2 separate regions of the Mus musculus genome follow, and region 1 is linked to region 2. A link is a contact called in public promoter capture Hi-C data. All regions are on one chromosome and are shown on one strand. The core of a region is the stretch at or near the end of the contact, and the rest is flanking DNA. Distances in the headings are between cores, read along the strand shown. Region 1 overlaps Gm46781 (a long non-coding RNA gene). Region 2 holds the start of Ankrd60 (ankyrin repeat domain 60).

Region 1 (5,889 bases), core at 459-2,958, 1.0 Mb after region 2:
ATCGGTGAATAAATGCCTTCTGGTTGGCCAATGCAAGGCTAGGTCTCAGATGAACTCATCAGAATAGCGTAAAAATAGCCCCACTGTGCTCAGAGGCATATGAGAGTTCCCTCTGTAGAGTGAAGAAATTGGGAGCACGGAGAAATTCCGATGATCATGGCCAGTTTTACATTCCCAGGCCCTGGGGGAGAATCTCCTTTTCTTAGACTACGAAGCCTCTCTGGATAATGGGCAAATCTGGTTGTGCGCCAGCAGGACACTGACTCAGGTGTGATGTGGTCACCTCCATTCTCCCTTGGCATTCAGATGATTGCATCAAGGACCGTGAGCTATATCACTGTAGATTCATAGGCCTGAGTGTGTTTTAGCCCCTACACACCTCAAGTTCCCTGGCCACTTTCTTTCAGTCCTCCTCTGAAGCACCTTCGACCTAGGAGAAGGGGGCTAGATGGATGCTATAGGCGGGGCACACTGTTCATGAGGGACAGATGCGAAGGACAGGTCTCCATTAGTTATGAAATCCTCTGGTCCCTTCTAGGCTAGCCATACTTGAACCACAGGTACACAGTTACATCTTGGTGAAGCCAAGAGGAAAATGGTTTTTCGAGGTGCCTGGCCTCTGTTGGAGGTCTGACCATAGCATGCCATTAGCAACCTGTGAGAGCCCAAGGGGTTACTTCAGTGCCCCAGCTGCTGTGGATGCTTAGGGTTTAACCATTCACATGGAAGCAGACATGGTGGAAACATATGTTCCCAGAAGGAAGATCTGTCTCATGAAGGTGGTGGGGGCAGGGAAAAGTGATGCCTTGTGTTACGTCATCTTTGCAACTTGCCCGAAGGGTGGGGCCTGCCCAGTGCTACTTTATGGGAAGAATGTGGAGTCTTGTGTTTTAAGTTTTGGATTTTTATCTCTCAATACACTCCATGATCTATCCTCTGGTCTTACCGTACAATTCCTCTTCTTCACAAATCTCGAAGGAAACTGTCACTCTTGGGTGAGCCACATGTTTTCTAATAGTGTCCCTGTTCCCCAGGGTGAAAAGCTTGTCCTGGCAAAGCCCTTAGATGCAGAGCTCTCCCTAGTTACCACACATGGCTCATAGGCAAGCTTGACGGGCGTTCTCTAGTCTTTCCTGGTTCTCAGGTAGCCTAGGATGGTCCGGAACGTGCTACATAGTTGAGAATGACCTAGACAGTCTGATCTTCCTGCTGCCACCTTCTGATGGTGGGATGACAGGTGTGCTATGCACTCTGCAGATCACAAACCCAGGGCCTGATGCATGCTAGACAAGCGCTCTACCAACTGAGCCACACTTCCATCCCTGGCTCCTTCAGTCATGGCTCTGAGGAGCCAGTAGAACTGGGGCTTAACCTCAGATGCTGAGCTCTGCCCCATCCTGCATGGTGCCTAGCTTAGATAAAGACTTAAAGACTGTAATGGAGTAAGTCTAGCATCATACCGAATATGAATCAAGGAAAGCAGAATGCAGCCTGACGGAGAGCTCTCTGTAGATAACCATGGGGCTGGATTCCTGCTCCAGCCCCTGGACTGACACAGCCTGGCCCACATGCAGCCCCCTTCCACCACCAGCCCTCCCGCCCCAAGCTGTAGCCCCTGCCACAGCTTGCCTCTTCCTCTGTGACCTGCCACAGGCCTCACATCCTGTGAGGAGGCCCTAGAAACCAGTTCTGTTGATGAAAACACTCGCGCTCTTCACCACAGGAAGCATGGGCCTCACGTTCACAGTGATAACCGCCCAGTCTCTTCACAGAGAGTAGAGGGGAGCACAGACTAGCTTTGTACCTAGATTAGGAAGCATGTGTTCCCTCCCCTCCCCCTCAACAATTCTCAATTCACCTCACATGAAGCCTCCTGCCCCCCCTGCTTCCTATCCGAGAGTAGGAAGCAGGACATTTGGGAAACAGAGACCATGTCCCCCAGAGCTTTGTAAGAACAGTAAGAAAACAGGATATTAGTAATGACAGGAGCCCCCTGGCCTCGGCCCCAGGTAAGGCGTTTAGATAAAAATCTAGGACACCCGGCTAAATTTTAAATTTCAATTAAACAGTGACTATTGTCTTGATACAAGAAGGTCGTATAGAAGCAGTTCTTCCTAAAACACTACTCAACTGTTCCCAGGAAATATCAATTTAACTAAGAGTCCTGTAGTTTTGAGTTTGTGACAACTAGTCACTGAGGCCTAGGGAACCGACTTCTTCACCCAGAGGCCGTTCTGAGCCCTGTGCTGCAAATCAAGAGCTCCCTCCATGCAAGCAATACTTCACTCTGGACATTTTACATCGGGAGTTTTTGTACAGAGCTGTCTTGGTATGCATTGTCCAGAGGAGAAACTGAGGCTGTGAGGCTGTGCGAGTTGCTGAAGTGATCTGATCTGATCTGCCAGCTCCTAGACCGTCTCCATGCGTAGTACTCACTGGCAGTGGGTGGGCGAGCGGCGGCGCCAACTTCAGAGAGGCAGTAATAACAGGTTAGCTTGGGAAAGCTCTGTGCAGAGATGGGAAGGGTTGTGTCAACACATGCAAATTATATGCAAATACACTTGGCCCTCCTGGCAGGCTCACCTAGGTGGGAGATCCATGAGCAGTCCCCCATTGCCCATGGGCTTCTAACAGGGGCAAGGGTAACAGGTTGATAGCCCCTTGTGTTCCCAGCGCACGTGGGCTGGGGTGAGTGCACACCCGAGTTCTCGTGTTCTCTCTTCTCGGATGTGGATGTGAGGGGGCTGGTGTGGAGGTGGATACATGAGGCTATGGGGCGTGGTGATGTGTGCGTGACCTGCCACCTTGATCTGTGTATTCCCAGCAAGCCACAGGGCTCCTGTCTCCTCAGATAACCTCCTCCAAAGCTTTGGTGTTGCTCTATGGAGAGAAGGAAGCATCCCCTTGGGACTGTGTCTACTGAGATGCCCTAGGACCAGAGAGAGTCCTTGGAGGATAATCCTTTTCTCAACAATACTACAATTAGCATTGATGCTATACCTGGCCCTGCGGCTAATGCTGTGTACTTAATTATCCAGGCCTGGGGTTTGTGTTGCCCTGAGGAAATTCAGTGGGTAGGTAGAGTCACTTGACCACACTTAATGGCAAAGTAAGCAGAGAACAAGTCCACAGCTGCTCCATGTTGGCCAGGTATCTTACCAGGAGCAGAAGAGTAAGCCATGCTGCATCCCGGTATGGACTCCCCACAGAAAGAAGATTCCATTGGGAGTTTATGTTAGTTGTGACAAAGGTTTTGTGCTTTTAGAGTTGGCATAGTGTGTTGGGAGATATTCTCCTGGGCAGGAGGCTGGGCTGAGGAGACAGCCAGGAGAGTAGCCTTCCTGGCTTTTCCACCTGGAAGTATGGGGGAAGGTCTCCACCAAAAGTCAACCTTACTTTTCTGAAAGTAAGAAAATGAGCCATGAAGCCTGAACCCATACTCTTCCTTGCTGAACCCTTGCTGGCTGGTTTAGGGCAAATGACTTTACAACTGTGGGCTTCCTGTCTTCATTTGTGAAATGATATATTTGGTAAGGTGCTTCTGTCCCACGTAGAGGTCTCACAGGCATATCATTAGCTGGTCATACTTATTAGTGTATCGATAAAAAGGGTGTCTCTCTCCTTTGAAGATCTTAGAACCAATCTAAGTCCACTGCGACACAAGTCAGGTAAGGATTCACCTAAGAAGCTATCACAGATGTGATGTTGGTAGAGTTTGGGATATGGAAAAACTTCTAGCTGGAAGAGAATGCTTAGGGCCTTGAGGAAGTGGCCCTTGGGTTCCACCATGTGTGTGTGTGGGGGGGGGGTAGGCTTTGACTATGTGAATTAAGAAAAGAATGGTAGTTCCAGGTAAAAGGGACAACATACAATTGGGAAGGAGAATGTGTAAGAGGACAAACCACTGTTTGACTGGAAAGTCCACTTATCCATTCACCCATCCATTTACCCAGGTATCCATTCAGTTATTCACTCACTTATCCAGTCATCCATCCATCTACCCATCCCATAATCTACTCATCCAACCATCCATCATTTACATACCCCTCTATCATCCATCCATCCTTCCACCCACCCACCTTTCCATTCATGCATCTACCCAATAACACATCCTCGTCTGGTCATGAGTGTGGAATAGGTAAGAGATGCTGCCCCATGGAAACTAAGTAACAACACATTTAATAATCACCACTGTGATGGGGACCTGGGAACCTGAGGTGGCTGAAGCAGCCGCTAGAGCTTCAGATTCCCAACCTGTGGGGCATGACCTCTTTGAGGGTGGTCACTAATCAGATACCCTGTGTGTCAGATATTTATACTACAATACATAGCAATAGCAAAATTACAGTTATGGAGTAGCAATGAGGCAATTTTATAGTTAGCGGTCACCACAACATGAGGAACTGTATGAGAAGGTCAGTGGCACCAAGGTTGAGAACTGCTGACTCAGGACTTTCCTAAAGATGTCAAAGGTCAGCAAGAGATGATGAGGAATGGGAAGAGCATTCCAGGCCACAAGTGTGGCTCTCTGGGGACCCTGACACAGGCAGGAGTTCAAGAACCTAGAGGCCAGGATATGGCTTTGCTATAGATGACAAGAAAAATGGATGGGGGGGGGGCAAGTGAAGGGAGCAAACATAGGACCTTATGGACCAGGGGACATCACTGTATCCCAGAGCAAGAGGGCTGTTGATGTTTCCCAGGAGAGAGATGTAACGTTGTGTTTGAATGAGCTTTCTCTTTGCTTCTGAGGGGAGAGGCAGGTGCCCTGAACACTTTGACCAAAACCTCACTTGGCTCCCAGCACCTCTCAGTCTGGTGTCCTCAGACTCAACAGACATCGTCTTGGACCAACTCTCTTTCTAAGCTCTCTGACCCACTTGGCTCTGAGCTGCCTTTGCTTCAGAGAACACGTGTATTGGCTCTGGCCACCTAGCTCTGAGTTCATTCTATTTGAGCCAAATCTCAAGGAACTTCACCTAAAGGGAACAGGAAGTCCACAAGATATGAAACATGCTCAAGACCTACTGCCTGACTTTCAGGAAGGTCGGAGGCAGAATTTAGTCTGGCCCTCTCTACTGGGCTGGGTGTATCCTCCTAGGGTAGATCCCTGAGGAGTGAGAGGCTTGGCACAAGCAGTGGATTGCTTCATGGAGAGTGGACACACTAAGGCATCTAAGGTGAAATGCTTACTTGTGCTACACTGGCTGGCTTGTCTGGGTTGCCCATAGCCAAGATCTCTGGTCATGAGGCTGAAAGAGTGAGCTTGATTCTCCCCTGGGTCATCAGTATGTCTTAGAAAGTGCCAGGCAATGATGGCGGACATGTTCCTCATCTCCAGGAGGTCAAGGACAGGTCTGGAGGAGACTTTGCTAACTATGGTCTTGGAGAGCAAATTTTGTTTTGTTTTGTTTTGTTTTGTTTTGTTTTGCTTTGCTTTGTTTTGTGTGGTAGTGAACTCTTTCTTAGATAAAGCCACAGGCATTCTTCATTTCCAATACAGCTTGGGCTTTCCAGGCCCACATTCACAATGTGCCCACTTGGAATTACGTGACACAAGCGCAGTGTTTGTCCACATTGTTAAGGAATGCATGGTTTGACGAGAGAGGCTTGACCTAAGGTTTCAGGGGTTCAGAACTTGCCCAGCCGGGGCTATGAGACCCTAGAGGCAGATGTGACTCCCCATGCATCTTGGCTGCATCAGGACTTATAGAAAGGACATCTGGGACCTGGATCTGTTTTTCTCACTTCAGGGAGAGGAAACAGATGCATCCAGAAACTGGAACCTCTCCAAAGATGCCCAATATACATTTCCACACACCCTGGTGAACTCTATAGAATGCACACGTAGCCCTACGGGAAATGGAGCTCAGGCAATCAGCCTCCGAG
Region 2 (6,006 bases), core at 1,788-4,287:
TCCTAAACATTATAGGGAATGGGGACAGGGGCAGCCATGTCCTCAGGTTGAGGGAAGGGTAGACAGGCTGAAGAGCCTCTGGTTTCCACTGGGTGCCTCCCCATGGAATTTGTCTAGATATGGGGTTCGTGGGGGGTCTAGATTCAAGAGAACTGAAAGGAATCTGCAGGGCTCCCTGTGAGCCCCGAGTGTGGGGAAGGTCACAGCTTGCAACTTGGGGTTCAGAGACAGACTAGGTTAGTGTCAAGATTGGGGGGGGAGGTCTAATAATAATGGTCATGGCTTGCTTTGAGTTCTGGGGTCCTGATGAAAGCAGGATTTACTCTGTATTTGGGGTTCTCATGGGAGCAAGTCTTGCCATCTGGCTGGGGTTTCTGGTTTTGGAGGAATCTGTGGCAGGATTTGGGGGTCTTTGGATGGACTTGTTTTGGGCAGCTCTGGTTGGTAAGCAACTGGGAGGAATCAGATAGCTCTCCTTGGAGATTTAGGGTCTTGCTAGTGATAGAGTCTGCTCTAAACTTGGGGCTCTGATATGATAGGCTTGGCTAGTTGATATGTATTGAGTTTGGGGGTCCTCGGGAGTCAGGGATGGTTTGAACCTTCATTTCCTCACGGGGACACAGCTGGTGTCAGCTTTGAGGTACTCGTGAGCAAATGGGTGGGGAATCAAAGAGAAGCAAGCTTGACTTCACTCTCTGGGGGTTCTCGCGTGGGCTTGACTCATCTAATCCCTGGAGCCTTTATGAGGATACTTGGGTTGGACTGGGGTCCTGCTGTGCTCATGGGGAGCTTGGAGCTTGAGGGCTGGCTTTCAGAGGTGGACAGAGCTGGGTTTGGATGTGGGTGTCCAGCTGTGGGCAAGGTCCGTGTTGGGATCTAGCATACTTATGTAGACTGGGGTCGGGTGAGTGGTGATAGCTGGGGGGAGGGGTGTCTCAGAGTTGGGTACATAGGCTCTGTGCTGATGCTTGTGATGTGGGTGGAGTCTGCTCTGGGATTCAGGGTGCTGGTGTGGCCAGGGGCAGCTAGAGGATATGAGGGTCAGACATAGCAGTGTGTGGACCGACTGTGGGACCCTGAGGTGGGCAGTTTGTCTCAGCTTCGGTATCCTTGTGTGGAAACAGCCATGGAGGATAGCCAGTCCTGATGGTCATATGTTTTTAGCCTGGGGGACTTGGGGCTCAGATTTGGTCAGGCTTGTTTTGGTTTGGGGTGGGTCCTAAGGTAGGTAAAGGATTGAAGTTTCAGTGTCCTCGTGTAAATGCAGCTGCTATAGGATTTGGGGTTCTGAAGTAGTGAGAGCTAGTCTGAAGATTTTGGGGTTCAGTCTTGGGTAGGTATATCCTGGATTTGGGGGTACCAAGTGGGAAGTATTTGTTTTACTTTTGATATCCTTATGAGTGAGTGGGTGGGGTACTTGGGTTCCTAAGAGACTGATGGCTAGCCTAGATACTTGAGGTTCAAACCTGGGTTCATGTTTGTTCTGGGCTTGGGGTTCCAGGATAAGCAAGGTTCATTTTGAGTTTTAGTATCTCTGTATGCAGAGTTAAGTGAGCAGGCATTTGGGGAGCTGCAGTAGTGGTTAGCCTGAGAGATTTGGGGGTTTAACCTTGAGTAGCTGTGTTCTGGGCTTGGGGTTGTAGGATTGGCAGGTTTTGTTTTGAATTTTAACACCCTTGAGAGAATATACAGTTGGTATGAGTTGGGGGGCGGTGTTGGTAGCGGTTGGTGTGGGAATGAGATCTGGGCACTCAGCTTTATTCTGGGTTTGGGGTTCCAGGAGGGGAAAGTTTGATCTGAGTTCTAGCATCTCTATGTAGACACAGTTGATGGAATCTTGGGGTCACCTAAAATAGATCTGGTCATGCTTGGCCTGGATTTGGGGTTTCCTAAGGTGGGTAGGATTTTGTTTAGTATCTCTGGATAGCCAGTGGGGATGGAGGACATGGGTTCCCGAGGCAGTGGTCATTAGCCTAGAAACCAAGTTCAGTCTTGGTCGACTTTGTCCTGGGTCTTGAGGGTCCCAGGTCCAGATGGCTTCTTCTGTGTTTGTGCAGACATGTATGGACACGGTTGGTTTGAGTTTTAGGGTTGGGGCTCTGAGCTAGTTATTTTCAGCTTGGAGATTTGGGGTTCAATCTTAGGCAGATGTCCTCTGCCTTTGGGGACCTGAGGCCAACAAGGTTTGTCCCAGCTTCTGAAATGCTCGCATAGACAGGCTAACTAGAGAATTTGGTATCCACCACTTAGGGTTTGGTTTGGATCCAGGTTCTCATGGGGGGAAAGGCCTGTCCTCGATTTGGTAGTGGTAGGGTCTACTAAGACCTAGTTTTGTTTCAAGAGTGAAGTCTTAGGTAGACATGGTTGTCTTGGGGGCCTGGGCTCCCTAAGGAAGACAAGAGGCTGCCCAGAAGGTCTTGTGGTTTTGAGAGTTGAGGTTCTGAGCAGCCTGGACTTGCTCAAGGTTGGCAGACCACAGCCTGCGACAGACACAATGCTTGTGAATGAGGTTCACCTATATATTTGGGGTTAATAAGACACCCACCCATGTGCTTGGAGTTAGGAGCCCTTGAGTGGCCAGCGCTCCAAGGGGCCGTTCTAGATGGGGCTCGAGTGGTTGGGTTTGACTTGGTCACCTTGGATTCTCTGGCAGTTACGAGTGTCATGGGGACCCAGGGCAGGAGTGGGCCGGGGGGGGGGGCCATTGAGTGGGAGGAGCTCATGGGGTGCGGGAAGGGGTCGGGCAGGGGCCACCTCGGTCCAGGAAATGCAGCCGCTGCAGGTTGAAGGGGATGCCGACCATCAGGTCCAGCTCTTCTTTGAGCTCCCGCACTGTCATGTCGTTGCGGCAGTTGGCCACGCGGAACAGCTCCCCAGTCTCCTCCAGCTTCACCCGCAGGACATAGACGTCAGGAGTCAAGTCTGGCGACACGGTGGAGGCAAGCGGGTCCCCTGTGTGCCCCCTAACCTGTGCGCGGGCCCTGCTGGAGGGCTGAGTGTGGCGCGCGCCCGCCTTGGGGTCGTCCCCCTGCCGTTTCGGCGGACGCGCGCCCGCCCCCGCCACGTCTGCCGCCCTCCGCATGGCCCGCGTCATCCCGCGCGTCATCGCCGCCCCCGCCTGGGGCCCCCGGGACAGGAGAGGGGCGCCCGCGCTTCCGGAGACTGCTCCCCCCCCCCCCCCCCAGCCTCCTCCGCGGTCCTCGCCAGCCTGCTAGCCCTGTGGGGAACCTCTTGTCTGTTCAGGGCAGTCTGCATGGTTAGGGAGAAACGCTGGGTCCACAGTTTCTAAGGTGGTCGACAGGCTTGCTGCCGTGTGCTTTTAGGAACATAGCAATCCAAGCTAACCTGGGCCACGCTGGAACAGGCAGAGGCTTGGGTGGAAATGGCATCAAACCCGTGTGCCCTGACGTTGTGACATCCTCGGAGGGAGAAAAGTATGGAACACATCTGATGGGAAGGCTAGGCTTAAACCTTTTCAGGGGAAGCTCAAACCGCAGGGTTGGGAGGGTGTAGGCCCTCAAATACCACCAGACCCAAAGCAAGGCCTTTAGGGGCTAGAGGAAGCACCATGGAACGGGCAGGGAGCCAGAACGCCCTTCAAAAACTCTGTTGTTACCACGAACAAAATAGAAGCTTGAAAAATAGTTTGTATAGCAGTTACACAAATTTGGTCTAAGGCATGGTGGTCCAGGCCACCCACTCACTTGGGGGCAGAGGCACATGCAGTTCAAGGTGACATAAAGGGACGGTGGTTTAATCCTTTTATATCAGAGAGGCTCATTCTAAATGATGGATAATTATAATGTGTACAGTGAACAGGCTGGGGTCTTACAGTCTTTCTTTTTTTTTTTTTTCTTTTTTCTTTTTCTGCAGTACTGAGTATTGATCCCAAGGCTCCACCCAGGAACAGAACTCCCCCCCCCCCCCCCAGCAGCTGTCTTGTAGCCACAGTCTTGATAGGAGGCTGGTCTTGTCATAAGTGAACAATTTCATTTCAGTACCTAGATTCTACCTCAGAACACTAAATAGTTATTTTTATCTTTATTATTTGTCTTTTGTTTGTGGGATTTTTTTGTTTTGTTTTGTTTTGTTTTGTTTTGTTTTGTTTTTTGAGACAGGGTTTCTCTGTGTAGCCCTGAGTGCCCTGGAACTCACTCTGTAGACCAGGTTGACCTCAAAATCAGAGATCTGCCTGCCTCTGCTTCCCGAGTGCTCTGATTAAAGGCGTGTGTCATGACTGCCTGGTGTTTTTGCTCTTCTTTCTAGAAAATTATGCTCTATAAAGGATCCAAGATTCTAGCTGAGAATAATTTTCCCTCCTTTTAGACCAACAGACTTGATAAGTTTCCATTACCTGAGCAGTAGAAGCTTGTTTTGCTGCAGAGGCCCTGCAGCGTGCCTCGTGTTCTTACTGTAGACACGCAGCACACACAAAGCGGGACAGCTTCTGGCTTTGTTTTTAATCGTGTGTCTCTAACTTTAATGAATTAACTCTGTGCTACAGTAGCCCAGATGTTGCCTGTGCTGGGTATTTGAGTTCTTTACATTTTTCCTAGTCTCTTTGGCACCGCATAGACGCCTTCCTTTCCTCTTGAATAACAAGATCAATAGAATTTGGGGACCTGCAGGGGTATCCCGTGTAACAGGAAATTCAGTATATGACCTTGAAGTTTGTTTTTAGGAAGAAGCTCCTGTGTCCCACGGGCTCCCCACCACTTCGCTGTATTCAAACCAGAGAACACAGAGCAGGGCAGAAACAGGTCCAGACCCATAATCAAACGTTTACAGAACACAGAATCATTAATTAATGAAAAATGTTTAAACTGTACAGCATCCTTTTGTTCATCTGAAATTCAAAACTAGGAAATCTAAGTTCTGTGTACTTAAGCCAATGTAGAGTACATAACTCCCCAAATCAATGGAATCTGTAGAAAGTTCTCGTTAAAAGTATGGCTTCTTTTCTTATCTTTCTTCTTTCTTTCCTTTTTTCTTTCTTTCTTTTTTATTTTTGAGTCTAAAGTATAACCAGTATCCATGTACCTCAGGCATCGGTCCCTACACCACCCACCGAATCCCTGGACATGTCCACATTAAAGCAACCTTATGACTCTAGCTACTGTCAAAGACCAACACACAGTTTACATTTTCACAGTTTCTGAATTAGGGAAAGGGTGAGGGAAATACCTGAGAGGAGCCAGATGACAGGGGAATAAAAGTTCTTTACTAGGCTGCTTTTACAAGGACACTCCAAAAGTCCCCAGAGGAGCTGCCTCTGCAGCGGTCCCGAAGCAAAACACGATTCAGGTGGCATGTTTACTCTCTGCAGAACCTAGTGTCACATCCATGGGGCTTTCTCCTGTCAAGTTATTTACACGGGTACAGCATTTCCGCTGGAGATAAAATACAGTGCCATAAACTCCATTTTCTGAGAGAGGATGAGGGCAGCAAGCCCAGAAAATACTTACAGGCTTCTACTAGATTACTTTATTGGCAAGGGGAGCTGTATTTATGTTTGGTTTCCTTGAATAGGGTTTTGTTATGTAGCTCAGACATGCCTAGAATTCTCTATATTATGTTTGAACTTTTGATCTCCCTGCTCCAGCCTTCCAGGTGCTAGAATTATAGATGTGAGCAACTGTACCAGGCTCTGAGGGGAGGTTTGAAAAACCAGTCTTTCTAAATAACAAACTGCTGGCCATAGCTCGTGGTGAGGAAGCCTGAGAGCCATTGGTACCTGGACCCACAGCCTCCCTACAAACCCGCCACTGATCAGGTCTGCAGAGGTGGTAAGGACTAGGCTGCCATCACCTGAAAGAAGCCTCATCTGGAAGCTCTTATACAACTAACTAGGTTTTCTTCGAGTACAAGCCACATGTTCATCAGAGGCATCTCTGTGCACCCATCACAGGATGCCAGTTCAAGTCTTCCAGTAGAGTGGTTTCTATAGCATTCTGTATCTTTGGTTCTAAGGAAGCAAAAAAATGAATTATCTTGGTCCTTGTCAGA

Evidence for each region. Promoter capture Hi-C pulls out the DNA fragments that hold promoters and counts their contacts.
Region 1: a contact with region 2 is called in a promoter capture Hi-C map of pre-B cells, with 5 times the contacts expected there. The contact joins the enhancer-like site here to the promoter of Ankrd60 in region 2. A contact is called at or near these places in 16 of 39 promoter capture datasets (the 3T3-L1 cell line, 3T3-L1-derived adipocytes, the C10 cell line and 9 more), 1 of 115 datasets of contacts at active chromatin or transcription factors (thymic regulatory T cells) and 2 of 9 other capture datasets (embryonic stem cells and liver).

Annotation. Positions count from the first base shown.
Region 1 is chr2:174,600,768-174,606,656 of GRCm38.p6, forward strand. Gm46781 (a long non-coding RNA gene) reads right to left here. Exons shown (of 2, transcript XR_003953979.1): 1 at 5,194-5,889; 2 at 2,045-2,506. It also overlaps a transcript of Zfp831 not described here. Among named protein-coding and RNA genes, the nearest start is that of Gm46781, 3.3 kb to the right of the region's middle. Within about 2 kb of position 1,709, at least 105 of the 459 cell types and tissues checked have an H3K27ac peak or open chromatin away from gene starts, as enhancers often do. A contact at or near this core is called in hematopoietic stem and progenitor cells, pre-B cells and thymic regulatory T cells, where this site is marked.
Region 2 is chr2:173,575,236-173,581,241 of GRCm38.p6, forward strand. It overlaps Ankrd60 (ankyrin repeat domain 60), which reads right to left and starts at 3,038. Exons shown (of 4, transcript NM_027303.2): 1 at 2,755-3,038. The coding sequence starts at 2,839. It also overlaps the pseudogene Ppp4r1l-ps.